Regions from separate parts of the Pan troglodytes genome. Here region 2 is linked to region 1. A link is a contact called in public HiChIP or PLAC-seq data. All regions are on one chromosome and are shown on one strand. Each heading gives the region's core, a stretch centred on a gene start, on an enhancer-like site or on the middle of the called end of the contact. The rest is flanking DNA. Distances are from core to core; before and after follow the strand shown.

Region 1 (6,546 bases), core at 3,194-5,693:
CAACTACCTGCTGGAGAACTTCATCAAGGTGGGCCCAGCAGCCAGCCAAAGAGCCAGGGGGCATGGGCGCCCTCGGCCCCTGGTTGACCCCACACTCCCCTCTCCACAGTACGGCTGGGTGGGCCGGTGGTTCCGGCCACGGAAGGGGACACTGGGGGCCATGGACCTGGGGGGTGCCTCTACCCAGATCACCTTTGAGACAACCAGTCCAGCTGAGGACAGAGCCAGCGAGGTCCAGCTGCATCTCTACGGCCAGCACTACCGAGTCTACACCCACAGCTTCCTCTGCTATGGCCGTGACCAGGTCCTCCAGAGGCTGCTGGCCAGCGCCCTCCAGGTACCCCTCCACCCTGGCTCACCTGCACTGCACTGTTCCCTCCTGGAGCAGAGCCTGGACAGCCACTGTGCTGTGGAAGGCTTCTCCACGCTGGGCTTTAATTGGCTTGAAAGACAGGTGGGAGGGTCAGAGCATGAGCAAAGGCCCAGTGGCTGGGCTGGGCCTGGAGAAGGGAGGGCCAGGGACGGCTCTCAGAGGGAGCCTGGTCAGGGGCGTTGGGATCTGTCAAGCAGGCAGTGGGGAGCCATGGATTGCCCCTGAGCACAAAAGTGAAGTTGCCAGAGTGAGACCTGTGGGAGGTTCGTCAGGCTGGTCCTCTGGAGCGGCGGTGGTGCCACCCTGTCACGCTGGTGATTCCCCCAGACCCACGGCTTCCACCCCTGCTGGCCGAGGGGCTTTTCCACCCAAGTGCTGCTCGGGGATGTGTACCAGTCACCATGCACCATGGCCCAGCGGCCCCAGACCTTCAACAGCAGTGCTAGGGTCAGCCTGTCAGGGAGCAGTGACCCCCACCTCTGCCGAGATCTGGTTTCTGGGCTCTTCAGCTTCTCCTCCTGCCCCTTCTCCCGATGCTCTTTCAATGGGGTCTTCCAGCCCCCAGTGGCTGGGAACTTTGTGGTGAGTAGGGGCAGGCGGGTGGCTGGGAACTTTGTCGTGGGTAAGGGCAGGCGGGTGGCTGGGAACTTTGTCGTGGGTAAGGGCAGGCGGGTGGCTGGGAACTTTGTCGTGGGTAGGGACAGGCGGGTGGCGGCAGGTGCTCTGAGCCGCTGGGGTCCGGTCACAGTGTGACTGCGCCCCCTACAGGCCTTCTCTGCCTTCTTCTACACTGTGGACTTTTTGCGGACTTCGATGGGGCTGCCCGTGGCCACCCTGCAGCAGCTGGAGGCAGCCGCAGTGAATGTCTGCAACCAGACCTGGGCTCAGGTGAGCCCCGCTCCCACTCCTTCAGGGCTGTGCGGAAGGGCTCAGCCTCCGCCTCCACATGCCTCCCCAGCCCTGCATGGACAGGCCTCTCGGAGCACCCGCTGCAGTGGGGGCGATGGCAGGCATTAGGCTGACTCCAGAGGTGGTGTGGCTGTGGCCGGGAGGCTGTGAACAAGTCGGGCGGGTTGGAGAAGCTTCGCCAGGCCCGACCCTCATCCCAGATCTGGAGGGCAGGGGGAGGCCGGTGCCCAGGTTTCTGGCTTCTGCCACTGGTTCCCTCCATGGTACCACACAAGGGAAGATGGAAGTGGGTCTGGGCACCGGGAGTGTGCCCACCGGAGACTCCAAGAGAAACGTACGAGTCGTCCCAGGACCGGGGTGGTGAGCGAGGCCCCATTTTGTCCTCCCAGGGCCTAGTCTCAGACAGACTGGGGTGAGGGAGGTGGGGACAGGCGGCGAGCCAGCGGGCAGACTCAGGCCTGGAGTTCGTCCTGTTCCCCTGGCCACACACCAAGGTGTTGCTGCCTCCTGCTCCCTGGTGGCCATGCCTGCTGTCCCTCCTCACTGGCCTTCCAGGCATGGGCGCTGGCTGGGGAGGGATGGAAGCGTGCCCTGCCGGGGGTGCCCCTCGGACTCGGTCTTGCCATTCATGTCCGGGCCTGTGTGGTGGTCTCTGGCCTCGCACGGCCCGTGTGTGTCTGGGGAGGGGTGAAGCACGCCGCCCGCCCCCTCTCCCCGTGGGGCCGAGACCTCCTGGTGGTCGCCTGCCTGACGGTGTCCCGCCCGCGTCCCAGCTGCAAGCTCGGGTGCCAGGGCAACGGGCCCGCCTGGCCGACTACTGCGCCGGGGCCATGTTCGTGCAGCAGCTGCTGAGTCGCGGCTACGGCTTCGACGAGCGCGCCTTCGGCGGCGTGATCTTCCAGAAGAAGGTGGGCTGGGGCGGGGCGGGGCGGGGCGGGGCCGACCCTGCGGGGCGGGGCCTCTCGGGAGCTGAGGCCACGCCCTTCGCCGCAGGCCGCGGACACTGCAGTGGGCTGGGCGCTCGGCTACATGCTGAACCTGACCAACCTGATCCCCGCCGACCCGCCGGGGCTGCGCAAGGGCACAGACTTCAGCTCCTGGGTCGTCCTCCTGCTGCTCTTCGCCTCCGCGCTCCTGGCTGCGCTTGTCCTGCTGCTGCGTCAGGTGCACTCCGCCAAGCTGCCAAGCACCATTTAGGGGCCGACGGGGGCAGCTGCTCCATCCCTCCCCCAACCCCTGTATCCCCACCCCGTACTCCCACCCCTCCCACAACCCCTGTACCCCCCACCCCTGTATCCCCACCCCTCTCCCAACCTCTCTCCCCACCCCTGTATCCTGCATTCCTCCACCCACCCTCTATCCCCCACCGCTCCACCCCACCACTGTCTTCTCCATCCTTCCACCCCACCCTCAGCGTCTCTGCCCCTAAGGCAGCCCAGGAAATAGGAACTGAGACTCTGGTACCCACAGGAGCCTGGGTGGGCAAAGAGCGCTCAATCCAGCTCCTTGAACCCCTCCAGCCCGCTTCAGCCTGGGCATCACTGCAGGCCCCGTGCTCCTCCTCATCCTCCTCAGGGCTGGGTCTCCAGAGAGTGGGGCCTTGGTCCTGAGAATCAGCCCTTAGAGGCTCCTTCTGTGGAGTCTGGGTCTGTACTGGGGAGGGTCACAGCCCACGGGCTGGCAGCCAGCCCAGCACCTACTTGTAAAAATTTTGTAATAAAAAGTTTTTCCTAGAGACGTGAAAGGAGAGTGTCTGTGGGGTGGGGCATCCTTGCTGTGGCCTGTGCCCCCACCTTCCCGCTGTTCTAGCCGCACGGGCCTGCCCTTGGTCCTGAGGGTGGACACCATCCCTCCCTACTGCCTTCTGCTCTGGAGCCAGGCCTGGGGCACTGGCTGCTGCCCTGCTGTGCCGTGGCAGCCTAGAGTAGCTGCAGGATGGCTGGCCCGAGGGAATGTTCCTGGGCCCTTGAGTCTTCTCTGGCCAGCAGAGTTCCCCAAAACCATCACATCCGGATCTGCGTTGGTGACCAAGGCCAGACTGAAGGTTGGGTCCTGGTACAGTGAGCCTGGGGGTGAGGGTAGAGGTCAGGGAGGTGGCGGAGAGTGGGTGGCAGCCAGCCAGGCGGCTTCCTAGGGGGCAGTCAGTGCTGGTAGAGACTGGAGGGAGGGCAGGCCCACATCAGGAGGTGGCACAGGGGTGGGAGATGAGATCAGGACCGGGACCCATAGGCAGGAATCTTGCACAGAACCTGGCTGTGGAGCCGAGCCATGCAATGGCACAGGGCACCTTGCCCTTCTCACCTGGGACTGAGTGTCCTGCACCTCCAAAAGGCATCCTGCAGCCCCAGCCAGGCCCTGCAGCCCCTCCCCAAGCCAGTTTTCTCCAGGATGGGAAGGCCTGGTCTTGCCCACTCGCCTCCTCACCTTCCTGGGAAGTGAGCTTAGACACTGTCTCTATGCTCAGTGCCCTGGCGAGGAGGGTGGTGGTTCTTATTCTGCTCTTCCCTCCCCTCTTCACCATTTTTTAAAAGTCATTTGATAAACCTGAGGGCAGCCAGCCCCAGCTTTGAAGTTCTGAGACTGGAAGGACCAAGGGGACACCCCGGGTTGGAGGTCTCACTCTTGTTCTCTGAATGACTAGTCAAAGGAGGTTTCTAGTGGGATGGGGTGGGCGTGCTCTTGGGAGGCAACAGGTGAGGTGCAAGGGGGGCATCAGAGATGCCCGTTGTCAGCTGGGCACAGTGGCTCACGCCTGTAATCCCAGCACTTTGGGAGGCTGAGGCTGGCGTATCACCTGAGGTCAGGAGTTCAAGACCAGCTGAGGCAACATGGTGAAACCCCGTCTGTACTAAAAATACAAAAATTAGCCCAGCATGGTGGCATGCGCCTGTAATCCCAGCTACTCAGGAGGCAGAGGCACGAGAATCACTTGAACCCGAGAGGTGGAGGTTGCAGTGGGCCGAAATGGCACCACTGCACTCCAGGCTAGGCGACAGAGACGCTGTCTCAAAGAAAAAAAAAAAAAAAAAAAAAAAGATGCCCATTGTCCTGAGGGAGCTAAAGGGCTGTCACCTGGGGACCCTGAACACCTTGGACAGCTCCCAGCTCCAGTCCTCAGTGGCTCCGGATCACTCTTGCCCCCTGGTGGCCTCACTGCGCGCGGCCGCCGCGGCTCCAGCCAAAGCTGCAGTCGGGGCCGGGGCCGTTCTGTGTTCCTGTATTTGCTTTTCCCGCGAGTGGGGGTGCCCCTGCCTCTGTGGGCACACCTGTGCCTTCCTGTGCACCTGCCCAGCTCGTGAGCACCTGTCTGCGTGCGCCCGGCGCTCCTGTGTCTCTGTGCGCTCGCGAGGCTAGGCCCACACAGGTCCTCTGCCCCATCGCGGGTGCGGGTGAGGGGCTCGGAGTCCTACCGGGAAGAGGCCAGAAGGGAGCGCATCCTGGAGAAGCCCACCCGCGGCCCAAACCCAGCCGGACTTCTGGGAACCGCACCGGCCCCAGAGACCGCAGGTGCCGAGACACCCTGAGGCCGAGAGAGGTCCAGCGAGGCCCGGAGAGGGGACCAGAACTGGAGCAGGGGGAGGGGGCGCAGTCTGGAGCCGCCCTCCCGCCCCCTCAGGTGGAGCGCGCAGGCGCAGTCTCCGCGTGCGCGCCTCGCCGGCGCCTCCATCCCGGATCCTTGCTGCAGCGTCAGCGCCGCCGCCCGTGCCTTTCCTCTTCCTCCTCCTCCTCCTTGGCATCCGCCTCCTCTTCCTCCTGCGTCCTCCCCCGCTGCCTCCGCTGCTCCCGACGCGGAGCCCGGAGCCCGCGCCGAGCCCCTGGCCTCGCGGTGCCATGCTGCCCCGGCGGCGGCGCTGAAGGATGGCGACGCCGCTGCCTCCGCCCTCCCCGCGGCACCTGCGGCTGCTGCGGCTGCTGCTCTCCGGCCTCGTCCTCGGCGCCGCCCTGCGTGGAGCCGCCGCCGGCCACCCGGGTGAGCGAGCGCGCTGGGCGCAGGCCGCGGGGCGCCCCGGGGCCGGGATCGCCGGGCGGGGACCGGGTTGCCGGGCGCCGCCGCCCTCGTCCTGCCCAGGCCCGCAGGCCCTGCAGGCCTGGTCCGCTGGTGGCGGCGGCCCCGCCTCGCCCACGATGGAATAAACAGGCCTGGCCGGAGGGCGCAGCGCGGAGCCTCCAAAAGGCCGCGCCGGATGGGGCTTCTGCCGGTTCCCAGAGGCGTACCTTACATTCATGGCTTCTTCCGCCGGGAGCCCGTCTGGCTCAGGCCTCCGCGCCGCGGCCATCTGGCTCTGGGCGGGCCCGCCGGGAGTCTGCCTGTGTGCGTCTCTGTGTCTCCGTGTTCGGGGCTCCTGCGGGTGTGGGGCTGGCCCTGAGTGCCCGCCGGCTTCGCTGCCGGTGCGCGTCCCGGGGTCGGGGCCTCAGTGCTGCTCTGCCTGTCCTCACGCCTTGGGTGGCGCTGGGCACCGGCCTTGTGCGCCATGGTGGGCGCTGAAGTTCTGGGGGCACTTATGGCGCAGGCTCGGGGTGCTGTTCTAGCTTCAATAGGAGGGAGACTGTTGCAGCCTCAGAGCCTCCGCCTGCATCCCCTGCCCTCGAGGGCACTGGCATTCTGTCTTTGGGACTGAGGGCTGCAGGTGGACTCCGGAGGAGGGTGATAAGCCCAGGGTCCTGGGACACCCTCTCACCTGCACAGATGGGTCCTGAGGGTCCAGAGAGCAGAGCTCCCTGCAGGAACCCAGGATGCAAAGCTGACGTTTTTCTGGGGGGACTGAACTGGGAGACTTTGCGACTGCATTCGTACAGTACTCCTGGCAGCCCTGCAGAAGAGGTGCTGTGAGCCCATTTTACAGGCAAGGAATCCGAGGCATGGAGAAGTTAAGTGGGTTGTGGCACAGCTGAGGCGCTGTCCTGGGCAGCCTGGTTCTGTGTGTGTGGCCTCAAGGGGCCAGAGTGAGGCCGGCTTCCTCCTGGGCTCGGTGCCCCTGGATGGGAGGTGGGCATGAACAGGAGAGGCTTCCGAGAATCAGAGTGTGCTCAGCCAGGAAAGGCGGAGGCCACCCATTCAGGAAACGGGGCTGCAGCTGCTGTGCTGAGCCCGGGTGGGTGGCTGGTGCCAGTCCTCAGTTCACCGGCCTCTGCAGCTTCGTGTCTGCCTCATCGGGAGACCTGGCAGGGCCCTCCCTAGGCAACTCCTCCCATTCCCAGTGCCCAGTGCTTGGAAGGGAGGGCCCTCAGGCACCCCAGACGTTGGCGGGTGGAGGGGGGTGTGC
Region 2 (6,777 bases), core at 2,158-4,657, 280 kb after region 1:
AAACTTCCTTCCTCTAAAGGCAGCCGCTGTGCACAGGCCTCGCCTCCCCATTGGCCACAGCCTGGTCACATGGCCACTGCTTGCTGCAAGGGATGCTGGGAAGTGTAGTCTTCATCCTGGATGCCAGTGCCCACATGGGTCCCTCCTGAGGCCGAGGGGAGAGAGGACATGGGAGAGAGTTTCTGGTCTCCCCCGCCCTGGGGTCAGGGTTGACTCCCCGGGTGATGGTTGTTCTTGTGTGTTGACTGCATCTACACATCAGTTCCACTATATTGTGTGTCTGTTCTGGTGAGGTCTGGATGCCTCCAGGCCTGAGCAGGAGAAACCAGCAACAGGATTTGTTTTGTTTTGCTGAATCTAGGATCACATTGTTGCAGGAAGTAGCTGGCAGCTAATGATGGCTGTTGCTGGGGGATCTGCTGGCCTGTAAACCAGGGTGTTCACGTGGCTGCTTGGGCTTCCTTTCAACATGGCTGCCTCTGAGCAGTTGTACTTCTCATGTGCCAGTGGACTTCGAAGACACAGGAAGTAGCAGTCTCCAGGCCAGTTTAGCAGTTTCCAGCAGTTTCCAGGCCACTCCCCAAACTGGCACAGCATCCCTTCCACTGTATTCAATTGGCCAAAGTATAACAGTAAAACAGTAGAACTAACATAACTCACTCCGTTTGTTTTCAAGGGGCCTTTACCCATCCTGCACGTAGGCTAGGATAATTTCGGAGCACTGAGATAATATGGAAAAACAGTAATCATGTAGTTTTAAAAACTAACTCTGAGGTTGAAAGTATATAAACAACTAACAATATTTTATTAAATATGTGTAAAAGCATTGCGACCTGACTAAGGACAAAGAGGTTCCCAACCTCCTCAGACTTGCTGGTGCCCAGATGTCTGTGCTCATAGGTCACTTCTTTTTTTTTTTTTTTTTTGACAAGGTCTATCACCCAGGCTGGAGTGCAGTGGTGCCATCTTGGCTCACTGCAACCTCCACCTCCTGGGCTCAAGTCATCCTCCAACCTCAGCCTTCTGAGTAGCTGGGACTACAGGTGCACACCACCATGCTAGGCTAATTTTTGTATTTTTTGTAGAGACAGGGTTTTACCATGTTGCCCAGGCTGGTCTCGAACTTGTGAGCTCAAGTGGTCCACCTGCCCTGGCCTCCCAAAGTGCTGGGATTACAGGTTTGAGCCACCCCACCCAGATGTAGGTCACCTCTTTTTGAGACGGAGTCTTGCTCTGTCACCCAGGCTGGAGTGCAATGGCACCATCTCAGCTCACTGCAACCTCTGCCTGTGTTCAAGTGATACTCCTGCCTCAGCCTCCAGAGTAGCTGGGAATACAGGCATGCGCCACTATGCCCGGCTAATTTTGTATTTTTAGTAGAGACGGTGTTTCTCCATGTCGGTCAGGCTGGTCTCGAACTCCCGACCTCAGATGATCTGCTCGCCTCGGCCTCCCGAAGTGGGAGTGTTGGGATTACAGGCGTGAGCCACCGCACCTGACTGTAGACCACTTCTTGATCCTAACCACCTTATCTTTCTCTGCCCTTAACATAAAAAGAGCCTGAAATTTGTACCCACCTGAGATGGCACATTAGGACTCTAGTCCACCATCTTCTTGGTTTGCTGGCTGTCTGAATAAATTGCTTTCTTCCCACCAACTCCCGTCTCTTGAGTTTTGGCTTTTGAGCAGCTGAATGTGTGTTCAGTTACAAAAGCAGTCACAAGGTGCCCCTCCCGCCAAGATTTAAGGGGTGGAGAATTAAACTGTCACTTTGAAGAAGAGAGTTCAGGACTGTCCCTTCCACCCAAGACAGCAAACGGGCCAGTCCTTGAGCAGGTAGATGGGGAGGGGAGGTGGCAGAGCAGCCTGAGAGCTACAGCAGAGTGCTGGTGGGGAGGACCATGGGAGGGACCACAGACTCAAGATCTGCGTTGAGAAGGATTTCCAGGAGGCTGGGAATGGGCCTGTCTTCCCTGAAATTAGTATTTAGAGAGAATCTGGAAGAAAACCACGCTCTCAGAGTTAGGCTTTGGTGTGGAAATCAAACCTTTGCCTGCTACACTGTTTTCTTTTTTTTTTTTTTCTTTTTTCTTTTTTTTTGACACAGAGTCTCGCTCTGTCACCCAGGCTGGAGAGTGCAGTTGGCACTATCTTGGCTCACTGCAACCTCCGCCGCCCGGGTTCAAGTGATTCTCGTGCCTCAGCCTCCCCAGTAGCTGGGATTACAGGCACCCACTACTATGTCCAGCTAATTTTTTTTATATGTTTTTAGTAGAGACGAGGTTTCACCATGTTGGTCAGGCTGGTCTCGAACTCCTGATCCCAAAGTGCTGGGATTACAGGCGTGAGCCACCTCGCCTGGCTAATTTTTTTGTATCTTTTTAGTAGAGACGAGGTTTCTCCATGTTGGTCAGGCTGGTCTCGACCTCCTGACCTCAGGTGATCTGCCCACCTTGGCGTCCCAAAGTGCTGGGATTACAGGCGTCAGCCACTGTGCCCTTCCTGTTACATTGTTTTCTGGATGGTGGGAGACGGGAATATGCAAATGGACAATGAGCAGACCCTACCAGGACAGAGCTCTGATTCCAGCAGCCAGCAGGAAGCCCACAGCAAGCCCGGAGCAATGGCCCCCGTGGCCAGGACGTGGATAGTAACTGGCAGCTGCCTTTCATTTTGACCCAGCTTCCGACAGGGCCCACCTGGAGTCAGGCAAACATGCTCCCGGAAAGTCCTGTCGGACGCCCTGCGCCTTCCCATTCTCTCATTCTTGGGGTCCTGATCCAGACGCTAGGAGAGGGGTTCTTGGACCTTGTGCAAGAAAGAAGTTGGGGCAAGTCCACAAAGTGAAAGCAAGTTTATTAAGAAAGTAAAGAAATAAGCTGAGCACGGTGACTCACACCTGTCATCTCAGCACTTTGGGAGGCCGAGGCAGGCGGATCACTTAAGGTCAGGAGTTCGAGACCAGCCTGGGCAACATGGTGAAACCCCGTCTCTACTAAAAATACAAAAATTAGCCAGGCGTGGTGGCACGCGCCTGTAATCCCAGCTACTCGGGAGGCTGAGGCAGGAGAATCCCTTGAACCCGGGAGGCGGAGGTTGCAGTGAGCCGAGATCGCACCACTGCACTCCAGCCTGGGTGACAGAGTGAGACTCTGTCTCCAGAAAAATTTAAAAAATAAATAAAGATAAAAAAGTTTATAGATGATGATTCAGGGAGAATTCATGACTTCGTAATGATTTTATTTTGAGGATTATCACCAGAATAAAACGTTGACGATCTCTTTTTCCAATCCTGGCTCAGCGCTGACACACTTTCAGGAGGGACGCTGAGGGGTAGCTCCAACCGAAAGAAACGATGTACCCAGAGGCAGGCGGGGTGCGGGCAGGCGGGGTGCGGGGAGCCCGGGGCTCAGAGAGCAGAGCAGAGCAGACGCCCCCTGGTGGAAGAATGGAGGGACGCCACCAGCACGCGGAGGGGAGCCATGCAGATGAGGCTGCGTGAGTGATGAGGCTGCCCAGGGAAGGGGAGGGGGCTCGGGGCCCCCTGGTGTTATCCTGCAGGGCAGACCCCCTCAGCAGGGCAAAGAGAGAGAGGAAGGTTTTTCCTCCTCCTCTGAGGGCAGAGGTCTTGGGTTAGGAAGTGCTATTAGAGGCAGGCTGCAGTGGCAGGGGCCTGGGCCACTCGGGGTGGGGGCGAGGCCTGGCGTTGGGGAGACAGATGAGTGGCAGCCCTGGCTGACCGAAGCCATTGGGAATTTATTGGAAGAATATCTGAGCTCAGAGGATTAGCGGAGGCTGGAGAACAAGCAGGTGGGGACTGGAGCAGCTCTCAGGGCAGGAGCCAGGAGCCCAGCAAGAGCTCAAGGGGAAGGGGTGGCGGGGGGGGCAGTGCATGGCGGGGGTGGCGGGGTGGCGGGGGTGCCAGTGCATGGGGGGGTGGCGGGGGGCAGTGCATGGAGGGGTGGCGGGGTGGTGGGGGGGGCAGTGCATGGGGGGGGTGGGGTGGCGGGGGGGGCAGTGCATGGGGGGGTGGCAGGGTGGCGGGAGGGCCAGTGCTTGGGGGGGTGGCGGGGGGCAGTGCATGGAGGGGTGGCGGGGTGGCGGGGGGGCAGTGCATGGGGGGGCGGGGTGGCGGGGGGGGCAGTGCATGGGGGGGTGGCAGGGTGGCGGGGGGGTCAGTGCATGGGGGGGTGGCGGGGTGGCGGGAGGGCCAGTGCATGGGGGGGTGGCGGAGTGGCGGGAGGGCCAGTGCATGGGGGGGTGGCGGGGTGGCGGGGGGGGCAGTGCATGGGGGTTGGGGTGGGAGGGGACTGAGCTCTGAGAAAGGACCCCAGTTCACTATGTCAAAAACGAAAAAAAGGCAAGGCGCAGTGGCTCACGCCTGTAATCCCAGCACTTTGGGAGGCCAAGGCGGGCAGATCACCTGAGGTCAGGAGTTTGAGACCAGCCTGACCAACATGGTGAAATCCTGTCTGTACTAAACATGCAAAAAAAATTAGACGGGCATGGTGGCTACTGTTATCCCAGCTACATGGGAGGCTGAGGCAGGAGAATCGCTTGAACCCAGGAGGTGGAGATTGCAGTGAGCTGAGATTGCACCACTGCACTCCAGCCTGAGTGACAGAGTGAGAACCCGTCTTAAAAAACAAAACAAGGCCAGGTACGGTGGCTCACGCCTGTAATCCCAGCACTCTGGGAGGCCGAGGCAGGTGGATCACAAGGTCAGGAGATCGAGACCATCCTGGCTAACACGGTGAAACCCTGTGTCTACTAAAAATACAAAGAATTATCCGAGCATGGTGGTGGACGCCTGTGGTCCCAGCTACTCCGGAGGCTGAGGTGGGAGAATGGCGTGAACCCAGGAGGTGGAGCTTGCAGTGAGCTGAGATTGCGCCACAGCACTCCACCCTGGGCGACAGAGCGAGACTCCATCTCAAAAAAAAAAAAAAAAAAAAAAGAAAAGAAGAAAAGAAAACGAAGAAAAACCACAAATAAATAAAAGTTGAGGTATGATATATGCACAGCTGCATTCGCCCCTTTGAGGGCACAGTTGTGTGAGTTTAGACAAATGCAAATGTTCATGGAACCACTGCAAGTGCGACAGAGCAGCTCTGGTGCCCACAAAGCTTCCTCAAGGTCCCTTGCGGTCAGTCACTGCCCGCACCTCAGCCGTCAGAGCCACTGGGAAGCCCCCTGCCCTGTGGGCTCACCTGTCCTAGAACGTCTTATAAAAGGAGTCGCAGATCGCAGCCTTTTCCACCTGGCTTCTGTCCCTCTGCAGGGTGCACCTGGGATTCAGCCACCTTCGTTCCTTTTACCCCTGAGTGTCCATCACGTGCTGCTCATGCAGAAGTGCTCAAGTTCGCTGTAAACATAGTTTTCATTTCTCCCGGGTGGAGACCTCCATAAGTACGTAGGTTGGTGGAATGTTTCACTGCATGAGAGTCTGCCAGGAAGTTTTGCAGTGTGGTCCCGTCTTGTTCTTCCCGCAGAGGGTGATAGCTCTGCTGACTCCCGGCCCTCACAGGCTCTAGGGATTGAGCCTGTTTCTGTGGAACGCCTTCCGTGGTCTGCGAGGTGCACAGAGGGGTCGCAAAAAGCTTCCAGGTTGCACCTTCCCATGGACTGATGCTGAGCGTGTTCTCATCTCCCATCCGGATGTTTTCTTTGGTGGAGTATCTTTTCAGATCTCTTGCCTTTTTATTTTTATTTGTTTATATATATATTTTGAGACGGAATTTTGCTCTTTCACCTAGGTTGGAGTGCAACGGCGCGATCTTCGCTCACTGCAACCTCCCCCCACCCACCTCACTTCGGGTTCAAGCGATTCTCCTGCCTCAGCCTCCTGAGTAGCTGGGACTCCAGGCGCCCGCCACCATGCCCAGCTAATTTTTGTATTTTGAGAAGAGATAGGGTTTCACCATGTTGGCCAGGCTGGTCTCGAACTCCTGACCTCAGGTGATCCACCCGCCTCGGCCTCCCAAAATGCGAGGATCACAGGCGTGAGATGCCACACCTGGCCTCTTTTTATTTTTAATGGAGTGGCTTGTTTTCTTATTACTCGGTCTTGGGAGTTCCTCATGGATGCTGGATTTCAGTCTCGTCTCAGGTGTATGCGTTTTGTAGATGGCTTCTGTAGGGACCAGCCCCACAGGGTTGGTGAGTTTCTCCCTGTGTGCTGAGATGAGAGAGCATAGAAATAAGAACACAAGAAAAAGACATAAAAGAAAAGACAGCTGGGCCTGGGGACCACTACCACCAAGACGTGGAGACCGGTAGTGGCCCCGAATGTCTGGCTGTGCTGATATTTATTGGATACAAAGCAAAAGGGACAGGGTAAAGAGTGTGAGTCATCTCCAATGATAGTTAAGGTGACGTGAGTCACGTGTCCACCGGATGGGGGGCCCTTCCCTGCCTGGCAGCCAAGGTGGAGAGAGAGAAAGAGAGACAACTTACATCATTATTTCTGCATATCAGAGACTTTTAGTATTTTCACTAATTGACTACTGCTATCCAGAAGGCAGAGCCAGGTGTACAGGATGGAACATGAAGGCGGACTACGAGCGTGACCACTGAAGCACAGCATCACAGGGAGACGGTTAGGCCTCTGGATAACTGTGGGCAGGGCTGACTGATGTCAGGCCCTCCACAGGAGGTGGAGGAGTAGAGTCCTCTCTAAGCTCCCCCAGGGAAAGGGAGACTCCCTTTCCGGGTCTGCTAAGTAGCAGGTGTTTTTCCTTGACACTGATGCTACCGCTAGATCACGGTCCGCTTGGC

Evidence for each region. HiChIP or PLAC-seq counts read pairs in DNA pulled down with a chosen protein or histone mark.
Region 2: a contact with region 1 is called in an H3K4me3 HiChIP or PLAC-seq map of stem cell-derived excitatory neurons, with 3 times the contacts expected there. The contact joins the promoter of LCN15 here to the promoter of NPDC1 in region 1. A contact is called at or near these places in 3 of 7 Hi-C or Micro-C datasets (blood, induced pluripotent stem cells and stem cell-derived neural progenitor cells) and 1 of 1 datasets of contacts at active chromatin or transcription factors (stem cell-derived excitatory neurons).

Annotation. Positions count from the first base shown.
Region 1 is chr11:1,401,404-1,407,949 of NHGRI_mPanTro3-v2.0_pri, forward strand. NPDC1 (neural proliferation, differentiation and control 1) reads left to right here and starts at 4,444. Exons shown (of 9, transcript XR_010148524.1): 1 at 4,444-5,252. It overlaps ENTPD2 (ectonucleoside triphosphate diphosphohydrolase 2), which reads left to right. Exons shown (of 9, transcript XM_016962218.4): 4 at 1-28; 5 at 110-337; 6 at 701-955; 7 at 1,142-1,261; 8 at 2,056-2,190; 9 at 2,276-3,015. The coding sequence ends at 2,479.
Region 2 is chr11:1,683,452-1,690,228 of NHGRI_mPanTro3-v2.0_pri, forward strand. LCN15 (lipocalin 15) reads left to right here and starts at 3,408. Exons shown (of 7, transcript XM_063787381.1): 1 at 3,408-3,498.